Regions from separate parts of the Oncorhynchus mykiss genome. Here region 1 is linked to region 2. A link is a contact called in public Hi-C data. All regions are on one chromosome and are shown on one strand. The core of a region is the stretch at or near the end of the contact, and the rest is flanking DNA. Distances in the headings are between cores, read along the strand shown.

The links. A called contact is a pair of places that touch in the nucleus more often than the background predicts.
Region 1: a contact with region 2 is called in a Hi-C map of liver, with 3 times the contacts expected there. The contact joins the promoter of LOC110486402 here to the enhancer-like site in region 2. A contact is called at or near these places in 2 of 3 Hi-C or Micro-C datasets (blood and liver).

Annotation. Positions count from the first base shown.
Region 1 is chr13:42,128,527-42,135,251 of USDA_OmykA_1.1, forward strand. It overlaps LOC110486402 (protein LSM12 homolog A), which reads left to right and starts at 5,103. Exons shown (of 5, transcript XM_021557973.2): 1 at 5,103-5,309. The coding sequence starts at 5,183. hdac5 (histone deacetylase 5) reads left to right here. Exons shown (of 25, transcript XM_021557972.2): 25 at 3,046-4,552.
Region 2 is chr13:42,054,956-42,062,069 of USDA_OmykA_1.1, forward strand. All of the region lies in intron 1 of hdac5 (histone deacetylase 5), which reads left to right. Among protein-coding and RNA genes, the nearest start is that of hdac5, 11 kb to the left of the region's middle. Within about 2 kb of position 3,781, at least 2 of the 11 cell types and tissues checked have an H3K27ac peak or open chromatin away from gene starts, as enhancers often do. A contact at or near this core is called in liver, where this site is marked.

The DNA of each region.
Region 1 (6,725 bases), core at 3,853-6,352, 75 kb after region 2:
CATTTGAAAAGAGTAAAAAAAAACAACAACAAAAAACATTTAATGTTAAAGCCACCTAAGCACACATCGCGTTAGATTTGCTATTAATGTTTTGTCCTTTTTTTCTAAGTGCCATTTGTTTTTTCCACACAAAAAAAAAAAGACAACAGAAATTGTGATGTGGATTGATCTCATTTGGCAAATAACCATGAGCAAGCACCACTTTAGATGTTTACACTGCAATACCCCAATCCCTCAACTGTTGCCCACTTGTCAGCTGTCATAAACCCTTTGTTTGACTTAGTGTCCAGGTGCTGTGTTATCTGGTCTCCGGTGTTGTCATCAATATTTATATTTCTCAATCAATGAAAAGTGTTTGCACTTGACACACATGATCAAACAAATTAAATACTAAGATGTCTTTGTCCCGCTGAAAAATATATTTTCCAATCTATCATTATGCTTGAGGAATTCATACAAATCAAGTATATCTACTAGAGAATGGTAACCGACACCTCAAAGACATGCTCCGGAACTTTGGCGACTACTAAGTCTTTTTTTAAACCTCCGGCTTTGGGCTGGATGTGTCAATGTGTAGTTCATGCATGCATAATCTATGAGCAGAATTACTGTCTTACCTCAATTAGCTACGCAATCCCTAGTTTAAAAGCCACTTTTTGGGGGGGTGCTGTGCTGCGGGAAATGTCTTTATTTTCCCCCACTTGGGCCAGCTCCCTAGCAATTTGAGTAAAACCAATGAGCTTCTGCCCCTCGTCAGCTAGCGAAATGTACATGGTACACCTACAGCAGAGAAAGAGAGATCAATGACATGGTGCACATATCTGCACATATGTGACGTAATACACAATTGTTGGGGGACACTTTTTTTGCTCGTTGGCACAACTTTCAGAACTACCGGTTAAAAAGTATCCAAAAGTACCGGAGAATCTCTTTTTAACCAGCATACTCTCAGGAGATAATGTGTGGTGCAGAGCTTGTCTACATTGATCATTTTGTTTTATTTCAAACAATGTAACATAACACTGACCAAGTCTTCTGCATCTGTCCTCTTTATTGAGGTAAACTATCATTAAGGAATAGGTTATTTTTAGTTTTTCCCTGTAATGATATATTTAATTCTCTACCTGTCCACTCACCATCGTAAGGTACTTTTGTCCCTTTGTCACAACTGTATATTGAACTTATCTAAATACTGTAATAACTATACAGTGGCGACGTTTTCATGAACGTTAAATGGGTGTCAACGCCTAACTCTCTCACTAGTTACCCTTTTTCATATGAAACACAAAGGGCTAGCCTAGTTCAATACAAAATGTACGTTTTATTAGAGGTTTTCAGCCCTGTCATTTGAAGTCTATGACTCCATGTCCATCTCAAGTAGATCAAGCGTTATGCTCCAATCCCAAATGAATGGGAAAGTTGGACACTGGCACTGTCTAAAATGTTGAAATCAGATAATCTTTCCCATTTTTATTTGGGATTCAAGCATACAGTGCTATCGGGAAGTATTCAGGCCCCTTGATTTTTTTTTTGTTATGTTACAGCCTTCTAAAAATGTATTTTAAAAAACAAATTCCCACCAATCTACACACAATACCACGTAATGACCAAGCAAAAACTTGTCTTTTTAGAATTTTTGCAAATGTATCTCAAATAAAAAAACAGCAGCACCTTATTTACACAAGTATTCAGACCTTTTGCTATGAGACTTGAAATTGAGCCTGTTTCCATTGATCATCCTTGATGTTTCTACAACTTGATTGGAGTCCATCTGTGGTAAATTCAATTGATTGGACATGATTTGGAAAGGCACACTTCTGTCTATATAAGGTCCCACAGTTGACAGTGTATGTCGGAGCAAACACCAAGCCATGAGGTCGAAGGAATTGTCCATAGAGCTCTGAGACCGGATTGTGTCGATGCACAGATCTGGGGAAGGGTACCAAAAACATTCAGCATTGAAGGTCCCCAAGAACACAGTGGCCTGCATCATTCTTAAGTGGAATAAGTTTGGAAACACCAAGACTCTTTCTAGAGCTTGCCGCACAGCCAGACTGAGCAATTGGGGGAGAGGGGCCGTGGTCAGGGAGGTGACCAAGAAACCGATGGTTCCTCTGTGGAGATGGGAGAACCTTCCAGAAGGACAACCATATCTGCAGCACTCCACCAATCAGGCCTGGTAGTGGTCAGATGGAAGCCACTCCTCAGTAAAAGGCAAATGACAGCCCGCTTGGAGTTTGCCAAAAGGCACCTAAAGACTCTCAGACCATGAGAAACAAGATTCTCTGGTCTGATGAAACCAAGATTGAACTATTTGGCCTGAATGCCAAGCATCATGTCTGGAGGAAACCTGGCAACATCCCTACGGTGAAGCGTGATGGTGGCAGCATCATGCTATGGGGATGTTTTTTAGTGGCAGGGACTGGGAGACTAGTCGGGATCGAGGGAAAGATGAACAGAACAAAGTACAGAGATCCTTGATGAAAACCTGCTCCAGAGTGCACTGGACGTCAGGCTGGGGTGAAGGTTCACCTTCCAAGCACACAGCCAAGACAATGCAGGAGGGGCTTCGGGACAAGTCCATGAATGTCCTTGAGTGGCCCAGCCAGAGCCTGGATTTGAACCCGATCGAACATCTGGAGAGACCTTAAAATAGCTGTGCAGCGACGCTCCCCATCCAACCTGTCAGAGCTTGAGGCTCTGCCGAGAAGAATGGGAGAAACTCCCCAAATACAGGTGTGCCAAGCTTGTACCGTCATACCCAATAATACTCAAGACTGTAATTGCTGCCAAAGTTGCTTCAATAAAGTACTGAGTAAAGGGACTGAATACTTATGTAAATGTGATTTATGTTTTTTTTTTTTTTTTTTTAAATGTATAATCTAAGAATCTGTTTTTGCTTTGTCATTATGGGGTATTGTGTGTAGATTGAGGGGGGGGGGGGGGGGACGGGACTCTATTTAATCAATTTTATAATAAGGCTGTAACGTAACATAATATGGAAAAGGTGACGCCGTCTAATTACTTTCCAAATGCACGTTACAGCTGGAGCTACTTAACCAATGGAGTGGGACTTGGAATCATGTTGACATTGGCGCACCTTCGAGGTCTGAAACTTTGAATGGTGAGTGAACTACCCCTTTAACGTCATAGCTCCTGTTGTCATACCGACCATGGTTTGCTCTTTGTGTTGTTCTCCAGTGGTACTACTTCCCAGACGGAGCACATGTGACCTGATGTCACAGAAAAAACAGGCATTCGCCATTTGAACGAACTCCAATCACGGTGTTGTCACAATCATGTCACCAGGGTAGGAATTGAAACACTCTACACTTGCAAAATTGTTGGTGGATGCCACTGTACTCACATATGTAATGTACACAGTAGTTCCTACTTCCTTTTACATGTGGCTATGTTGTGGGGGGTGCTTGCAGTACATGTGACTACTGTGACCTTGTTTTATGTTTTGATGTAGATCATTGACCATTTGAGATTTGGTGCATAGTTTTGTACCTCCACCTTGTATGGCATATAGAAGGGTTATTGGGCTGTCCTGTGGGTGAGATGGCATGACAGAATTACCCTTTTTCTTTAATTGAACTGATGTGTGTTTTGGAGGTCAGAGCTTTTTTCCTGTGGGTATATTGGAGGGGCAGCAAAAAAAACAACACTCAAATCAAGAAAGTCTACTCTGAATAAAGGAATGTTTTTGTGTGTTGCCTTAGACAAAACAACTACTACAAGTGGCAACCATGCAAATATGTTCTGTCTAAACAGATACTGGAAGACATCCAAGTTTGTAAATTATATCGACTTATCCACCATTGAAGATAGCTTTATTGTTGCTGCCACACTATTTTGCTATTCAGTAAATAATGTATATTTATTGATATTTCATACGTTGTGTATATGTAGTGACCTATGATCGTCAAGGTTCAAAGAGTAATTGTATATTTTTTGACTTTGGAAAGAGAAGTGTGTCTCTTACATTGTCCTTCCACTGCGCTGGTGTTTCAATCTCCACTTTCTGTGGTTGGATGTTTGAATATGTGACCGTCTTTTACCTTATATTTTAAATATATTCTTTCTCTCTTCTGGTCATAACTAATGCAGACGTTTTGAATTGATCAAAGCACATTCCTTAATTTCATGTGTTCTTTCAAATGCTTTCCTGTTGCGACAATACAAATGTGTTTATACTAATTGCTACTCACGTGTATAAGTGCATATATGTGTACACATGTGCAATACACGCTATTTGAACAATCTATTACTGTGACTATTATGGATGAAAATCGCTGTCCCCAAGAATTTTTTTCATGAGTTGCATTGTGCACAACGCCACCTTGTGGGTTAGCAAGGATCTTAAAGGGAATGTTGAGTCTGATTACTGTTTTATTTCAGGTTTTGTGTAAATTTTAAAGCCCTTTTTTATTACTCATTGTAATGTTGTGACATCCTATTTGAGTAAATATTTTTTAAAGTGGGCCTGTTAATTGTCTGAAACTCAATAAAGCGATTCACTGCTCCAATACAAAGAGGAGTAAAAATATTTAATTTACAGTGTCGGTTGTGGGATGGTTGGGGGCTGCAGGGAAAGTGCCCAGTCGGTAATCGGGCTTGTAACAGGCAAGTCAAAAGCATATCTTTAGGACTGTCCACTCCACATACCAATTTATGGTGGAAATTAAGATGAATGTGAAATGCCAACTGCTTGGATGTTTTACTCTTGTGCTAGTGATGAGGGATGTGTATGGTCAAAGCAACACTCAAATTCAGTCTCCAAAAAGTGTGAGTGAATTAACGAAATGTTTTTATGCAATATTGCAACATCTTACAATTGCCGCCGTTCATGAGCTAGTAGTCGGACTTGTTAACTGGTTGCAGTTATACACGTGCCGGGTTCAACCAGTTAGCAAGTCTGACATTAATTTATTTGACAAGGATAAAATGTATGACATTAATTGTGGCGAGAAGGACTTCTAATAAAATATTACGAGATCTGGACAATTAAAAGTCCAGATCAGTTCAACTCTGATCACACTTCCATGGGCGGTCCAATTCTTCACCTCATGACTGATTAATGATCTATGACACGTCCATCAACATTCCCTATCGATAGTCAGTGACGCCACGGCGTATATTTACGTAAATCTGGCGCTCCAGTTTCCTGGCGGAGAAGATGGCGGCTCCTGGACCGGGGGAGTATTTCAGTGTCGGCAGCCATGTCTCCTGCCTCACCTGCTTGGGGCAGCAATTGCAAGGAGAGGTCGTTGCCTTTGACTATCAGTCCAAGATGTTGACTTTGAGTATCCTTTTTACAATTTTCCGTTGTCACTAAATCGGTGGTCTTCCAGGCTGCAAGGGGCCTGGGGGTAACGGGTCGCTCATGCCAAATTGAGATCCGCGCAAGCGTAGTCAAGAGACTAGGGAGCTTACTAGCTTACTCTTGATCAAAACGTAGCTAACCACACGATTTAATACTGTTCCGTTCAGTTACTTTAAACCTTGTTACTCTCTATTTCATGTCAGGTATGGTAAGTTTAGAATCTGTATGATCTTGAGTTAATGTTTGTTGTTAGCCAGCTAGCTATCGAAGTTGGCATGGTATTGTGCCATAATGCTAGCTAACTTGCTAACACAAGCTATTGTGGTCAGCGATAGCACAGTCAGTCCTTGTATGGATCACTATCTGGCAGCTCCAAGGGGCGTTATGCCTGGCAAATTCTTAGTAACAGTTAGCATGCAGCTAGAAAAAGAGCTAACTAGCAGATCACGCTTAGAATTGTCTTATGCTCTAAAACAATGGTTATTTAAAGAACATTATTGATGGCTAGTCATGTAATGATGTAGCTAGCTACCCACCCCAAGTTAGCTTACATTGTCGAAACTGACACGCAAGGATTCACCGGTGACAGTTTAGAGAGGAGTGACTGTCCAGTTATTGGGTTAACTACTCAAGCTAACGTTAGCTAGTAGTGAGGTAGTAACTGCCTACCCAAGTACCTTGACCCATGTAAAGTGTTTTGTAGCGGACTTGGGGAAATACATTAACGTTAGCTATATGCATGTTCATAGCTGTAGCTATATTGGAAGATGTGAAATATGTTATGTGAATGTGCAGACTTGTATTTTATAACCTTTAAAATATATGTATGTATGTGTATATGTATGTATGTATGTATGTATGTATGTATATATGTCACCTTTTATTTCATTTAAGTTCTCATTTACAACTGCGACCTGGCCAAGATAAAGCAAAGCAGTATGACACAGAGTTACACATGGAATAAACAAATGTACAGTCAGTAACACAATAGAAAAAAAAGTATATATACAGTGGGCAAATTGCGTGAGGTAAGGCAATAAATAGGTCATAGTGGCGAAGTAATTACAATTTAGCAAATTAACACTGGAGTGATAGATGTGTAGATGATGTAGAAGTACTGGTGTGTAAAAGAGCAGAAAAGTAAATAAAAACATGGGGATGAGGTAGGTAGATTGGCTGGGCTATTTACAGATGGGCTGTGTACAGCTGCAGTGATTGGTTAGCTGCTCATAAAGCTGATGTTTAAAGTTAGTGAGGGAGAGAAGTCTCCAACTTCAGCTATTTTTGCAATTTGTTCCAGTCATTGGCAGCAGAGAACTGGATGGAAAGGCGGCCAAACAGGTGTTGGCTTTGGGGATGACCAGTGAGATATACCTGCTGGAGCGTGTGCTACGGG
Region 2 (7,114 bases), core at 2,531-5,030:
CTACTTTTTCTTTTACTCTGTGGTCCGACTCATCCACACCATCTCAATTTGGTTGAGGTCGGGTGATTGTGGAGGCCAGGTTATCTGATGCAGCCCTCCATCCCTCTCCTTGGTCAAATAGCCCTTACACAGCCTGGAGGTGTGTTGGGTCATTGCGCTGTTGAAAAAAAAAATGATAGTCCCAAAAAGCGCAAACCAGCTGGGATGGAGTATCGCTGCAAAATTTTGTGGTAGCCATGCTGGGTAAGTATGCCTTAAATTCTAAATGAATCACAGATGGTGTCACCAGCAAAGCACCATCCCACCTCCATTCTTCACGGTGGGAACTATACATGCGGAGCTCATCTGTTCACCTACCCTGCGTCTCACAAAGACACAGCGGTTGGAACCAACAATCTCATGTGGACTCATCAGACCAAAGGACAGATTTACACCAGTCTGTCCTTTTCTTCGTGTTTCTTGGCCCAAGCAAGTCTCTCCTTGTTATTGGTGTGGTTTAGTAGTGGTTCCTTTGCAGCAATTTGACCGTGAAGGTCTGCTTTCTCAGTCTCCTCTGAACAGTTGATGTTGCGATGTCTGTTACTCTGTAGCATTTATTTTGGCTGCAATCTGAGGTGCAGTTAACCATAATGAACGTATCCTCTGCAGCAGAGGTAAAACAAAGGAGATGGTCGAAGACTACTGTTCCACTACGGGGTTGTAGTGGAGAAGGTTTAGAGCTTCAATTTCCTTGATGTCCATCCCCAACAAACTATCATGGTCCAAACACAACAAGACAGTGGTTAAGAGGGCATGACGATGCCTATTCCCCCTCAACCGACTGAAATTATTTGGCATGGGTCCCCACATCCTCAAAGTTCTACAGCTGCACCATCGAGAGCATCACCGCCTGGTATGACAACTGCTCGACCTCAGACTGCTAGGCACTACAGAGGGTCGTGCGTATGGCCTAGTACATCACTGGCCACTCTTCCTGTCATCCGGGACCTCTATACAAGGCGGTGTCAGAGGAAGGCCCTAAAAATGGCTTAAGAATCCAGCCACCCTAGTCATACTGCCCCCCCCCACCATTACCTCGACTAACCTGGCGCCCCGCACATTGACATTGTACCGGTACCTCCTGTATATAGCCTTGCTACTGTGATTTTATTGTTGCCCTTTAACTATGTTTCTTATTACATTTTATTTTACTTCAGTTTATTTTAGAAAATCAGATCTTAACACTTTATTGTTGGTTAAGGGCTTATTAGTAAGCATTTCACTAAGGTCTACACCTGTTGTATTCGGTGCATGTGACATACAGTTTGATTTGAACTGATTTGAGTCTTCCTTTTCTGTGGCGATCCTCATGAGCCAGTTTCATCATAGCGCCTGATGGTTTTTGTGACTGCACTTGAAGAAACGTATCAAAGTTCTTGACATTTTCCGCATTGACTGACCTTCATGTCTTAAAGTAATGGTGGACTGTTTCTCTTTGCTTATTTGAGCTGTTCTTGCCATAATATGGACTTGGTCTTTTAGCAAATATATTGGCTCAAATGCATTACGAAGGAAAGAAATTCCACAAATGAGCTTTTTGAGAAGGCACACCTGTTAATTGAAATGCATTCCAGGACTACCTCATGAAGCTGGTTGAGAGAATGCCAAGAGTGTGCAAAGCTGTCATCCAGGCAAAGGGTGACTACTTAGAAGAATCTCATATATTTATAACACTTCTTTGGTTACTACATGATTCCATATGTGTTATTTCAAAGTTTTGATGTCTTTACTACTATTCTACAATGTAGAAAATAGTAAAAATAAAGGAACCCTTGAATGAGTAGGTGTCAACTTTTGACTGGTACTGTAAGTGCTGAAAACAATGTCTCCCTATTTAAAGAAAAAAAGATGGGAGAACAAGATATGAATGAAAATTATTGGAGTTTTGGTACAGACAACTAGCGCACCCTTGGTTTTCCTGTATAGGTTACTGTTTGCCATCTGTGTGCATTTTAAAAAAAAACAGTAAACAGATGTACAATTTCAGTATGGAATTATCATTTAAAGGCACGCTCTGATATAGACTTCCAACATTAAACTAATATTTGCAGAATATCTTTACATCATTATCAGGCCACGTCTGTGTCTGGCCACGTCCTGCCCATGCAGTTGCTCCCTCTGCCCAGTAGGTGAGGCCGCAGGTCCAGGGAGGGACACTGTCCAAAATGCAGGGTGCCCCAGTGGGCTGTTGAACTGCCAGGACTCCTGTAGGATGTAGACCCAACAGCAGCTGCAGAGCAAACTGAGATGAATGGGGATTAAGCATAAAGCAGGCACTTTGTTGGACCTTTTACAGTGTGGCGTAATGGAGACATTGCATGTTCAGGATTTAACCAGGAGGTTGCATGTTCAAATACCCAAAATTCATCGCTGTCAATGAATGGGAAAAGACATTGGCACTGCGCCAGTGTTCACCCAGCTGTGTGAATACAAAATATGTAAATTTGTATAATGTAATTTGCTCAGGATAAGGTCTGCAAAGTGCATGAATAACCTCTTTTGTAAAATCAACTCTAACATAATGCACATAGCAATTTGCGCCCATTTTATTGCTTGTGATTAGGCTACCTTGACAGGAGTTTATTGAAATGATTTAGAATATTTGCTGCTTTGTGTTAAGGTGAAACGGAGCCACTGCTCGCCCCAGAGCATTTATCGTTTTTGATTTGTTGATGAAACTGAGAGGAGCATCTGGCAACAAAAATGTGCAGTTCCTCTGCTGTTATATCGTGCATGCAATGTCTGAGGGAAATGAACTGTCAGTAGTTTGAAGTAACTTCTGTTGTAATATTGCAAACGGACGTGGCATATTCACCAAGTATGGAATCCAGCATTTTTTTAAAGGCTAATTGGAATAAAGAGAATAAGATTTTCATTTATGTTGGGCAGAACCCTAGATGGATGAAATCAGACCTCCCATGGTGAAATCCCCTTGTAAAAATGTATGTAATGGATATAATAGCTATACTAGAGATCAAGGAAGCAACGACTAAGGTTTTATTTATTTTGCGACCTAAGAAATAGACCATCATACATAAGCAGGGAGAAATTTACACAAGTAATTTAGAATGTGTTTTCACATTCACACGGTGATGAAATGACTAAGTAACCTATTGATTTAGAAAGACGGCACATATTGACACTGTCCATTTGTCCACTCACCAGCTCAATGACCCCAGGTGAGACTGGGGGCCAGAATGGCTATTGCAGCGCTATGCCTCTCCTCCGCCATCCCCAGGGGAGTGTGGGTATTGTAGTGTGTCTCTCGTCTCTGCAGACCCCAGGCTGCATGACTCATTCCATTAACAGCTCTGCGAGTGCTTTTCGGTGGAGGCAAACTGACTCCCTCACCTTCCCCCCTCAAAGCAAAACAATTTTCCACATTTCAGACACTGTCTTTAGCAACTCGATTTTTTTTTGCGATTAAAAAGAGTTTTAATGGTAGTCAGGAGTGGAATAATGTAGAATCATTGGTCATCTCTGTTTATCATGGTGGTAGTCGGGGAGGGAGAGTTGCAAATGGAGGTAGCCCAAATGCTTATTTGGCCTGTGCGTAACAACTAATCTTGACTGGCAGATCACCTACTCTGTCATTGCCTGACTAAGCAAAATTGGAGTCAAACTAACATTACTGAATTACTTATGACTGAATGAATGCTGGCCATGCTATCGGCAGTGGCCAGGAGTGTGAGGAGTTATGGATACCAGGATCCTTGAACTGCAGCTGACTAACTCCTGTTAATTTGTGACTATTGCAGTGGGATTGATTTGGAGAAGGGGAGGAGCCTACCGATCCACCATACCTCTGGACTAAAGTCATGGCCGACTCCGAAGACCCACTTTAGAACCTTCAGCCCATTCCCAAACACAAGCAAATACACCCTCGCCTAAGGCTTTATCATCCTAATTCTTATTACCTTCAACTTGACTGAGTTTTGGAACAACAAAGATCACTAACACAATCATCTCTGGCTTCTCCGTTCATCATTTCTGCTAACACCACAGGTAAGTCTGGTTCTTTCCTCCAGCTTTTTTTCCCTTCATAAAATGCCAAAGAAGCCCACCCCCCGTGACCTCTTACCCCTCTGATCCTGTCCATGAACTCCCCTCAGGGCATTACTCATGTGTTGTGATTTCCTTGAGTAATTTACAAGTTTGTTTGACGACAGGAAACCAGCATCTCAAAGTCCGGTGCTTCGTGGTGGCTGTATGGTTCACCATTAAACTTTTATTACTTTTATCTTAAAGAAGTCGGCAAACTGGAGTGATAATTCTGAATTATCTCCAGTAGTAGGATGTGTTTATGGGTCTCTTAAACAATATACTTTTTTTTAAGGCTTGCTCTCATGATTCCAGTTGAAGTTCCTCTACACATGGGCTATCCTATATCAGAATAAATCCTAACAACAACAACATCAACTACCTGTGGATTCTCTTACTGGCTGCTCTCTTCTCCAATCTCTTTCTGTCTATATTTAGAACCGCTGACGACTGACCAGACCTTTATTAACCTCCCATCCCCCTAATGACGTCTTTGAATGTCACTGGGTGCCGTGGCAACCCTGACTGCTCTGTGAAAGGCCTGGAGGGTTGTCTGCTCATTGGACAGTGTACTAGAGCGAACATGACTTTTTTTTTTTTTTTTTTTGTGCAATGAGTATGAGTCGTAAGTAGCTTGTGTGTAGCTCGTATCTTTGGAGATATATAATGTGTGTTGTCTTTCTTTTTAATAGCATTTGAAGCAGTAGGGCAGGAAAGTCTTCCGATCTGTATTTTTGTCGTTCATTACAAAAAATATGAAGTTTGAAATGAAATACCTTTTTCCAATGCAGTGCCTTCAAAGTATTCATATCCCTTGACTTATTCCACATTTTGTTGTTGGACTGAAATCAAAATATATATTTCATCCATTTATTTTTTGTCATCCATCTACACACAATACCCCATAAGTGTTCGCATTTGAACCATTTCATTTCGGTCTACCCGGTGGACCTGGAGATCTGTTGCTAAATTGAGCTGGCCAATCTGATAGCTCAAATCAGTGCCTACAAGTTTGATACGAGTCTACATGATATTTCATAACTTCTAAACATGACCAGAGAGAGACGGTCAAATAATACAGCAAAGAGCTGCTGTTTTTATAAGGGACTTCATGTTGAATTCTTTTTTTTATTCAGTACTGTCACATTTTTATTCCAAACTCCTACTCGCGCTGCAATGAGTGAGTAGCCGAGTGTATCGATAGCCTTGAGTTTTTGTTATTAGCAGTTTGTCGTGTCTATTTGAATATTTCACTTTCTCTGGTCATAGGAACAGCATTAATTTGTGCTTGAGGCAGATGGGGAAACTCCAGACGCACCACATCAGGTGGAAGACTGTCCCATCTCCTCTGGTGAGACTGACCAGAGAAAGGAAGGAGAGAGCAGGGACCACGAGAGGCTGACCCTCTGCTGCTCTTTCCCTCCCTCTGCTGAGACTAATGCTGTGTTCAAAACTGCTAGGAACTTGGGCATCTACGACTTCAATGCACTCAAGCCCACTGGGAACTCGGAATAAAACGAGATCTGACTGAAAAATATTATGGGGAATAAAATTGGTCATCCAAGGTGGAAACTCGGGCATCTTTCTTGAGCCCTGACTTTCCCACCTGAACATCACTGATGTTGTGATTTTACGTTCACAGTTGTCTTAATCACCATCAGATGCAGGTAGCTTACCATCTGTCCAGTAAAATAAATATTCTAATTCAATTTATTCTCCGCTGTGGCTCGCAAGTGCTACACCAAATTATTTATTTTGTTATCAAAGCTCGAGTTTTTAAATATGTGGTCTGAGAAGAACAATATTGGCAGGCATATGCTGTGATAATGTATTAGGCCTGCCTAACTGCACAAACCTGATTCCTACAGAACAGTTTTTATTAGGTTAATGTTTTAAAAAATATATAAGTAGATCTCAGCATACTTTATTTTTTAATGCAAACGTGATCTTTACTCAAGGTTGGTGACCATGGCCTCAACTACAACAATTTGATACCACGAAATTGGGGAGAAAAAGGGGTAAAAAAAAAAAAAATATTGCACAATCCAGGTGTGAAAAGTTCTTAGAGATTTGTGGAAGCACTTTTGGCAGACGCACAGCTGTGGCTGTGGTAATCTTTTTTTTTTTACCCCTTTTTCTCCCCAATTTTTGGTGTCCTTTAGTAGCTACTATCTTGTCTCTTCGCTACAACTCCCGTACGGGCTCGGGAGAGACGAAGGTTGAATGTCATGCGTCCTCCGATACACAACCCAACCAAGCCGCACTGCTTCTTAACACAGCGCGCATCCAACCCGGAAGCCAGCCGCACCAATGCGTCGGAGGAAACACCGTGCACCTGGCAACCTTGGTTAGCGCGCACTGCGCCCGGCCCGCCACAGGAGTAGCTGGTGCGCGATGAGACAAGGATATCCCTACCGGCCAAACCCTCCCTAACCCGGACGACGCTAGGCCTATTGTGCGTCGCCCCACGGACCTCCCGGTCGCAGCCGGTTACGACAGAGCCTGGGCGTGAACCCAGAGTCTCTGCTGGCGCTGCAGTACAGCACCCTTAACCACTGCGCCACCCGGGAGGCCCGAATTGTGCAATATTTGCCCATCATTCATTCATTTTCAAAATTTTCAAGCTCTGTCAAATTGGTTGTTGATCATTGCTAGACGACCATTTTCAGGTCTTCCCGTAGATTTAAGTCAAAACTGTAACTCGGCACCTCTGGAACATTCATTGTGTTCTTGGTAAGCAACACCAGTGTAGATTTAGCCTTGTTTATTGTCCTGCTGAAAGGTGAATTCATCTCCCAGTGTCTGGTGGAAAGCAGACTAAACCAGGTTTACCTTTTTTGTCTGTTCTTGGCTCCATTCTGTTTGTTTTTAAATCCTGAAACTTCCTAGTCCTTAATGATTGCAAGCATACCCATGACATGATGCAGCCGCCACTATGCTTGATAATATGGAGACTGGTACTCTGTGTATATAGCCTTGTTATTGTGCTTTTTTAAAATTTAATTTAATAAATATTTTCTTAACCAACAATGCA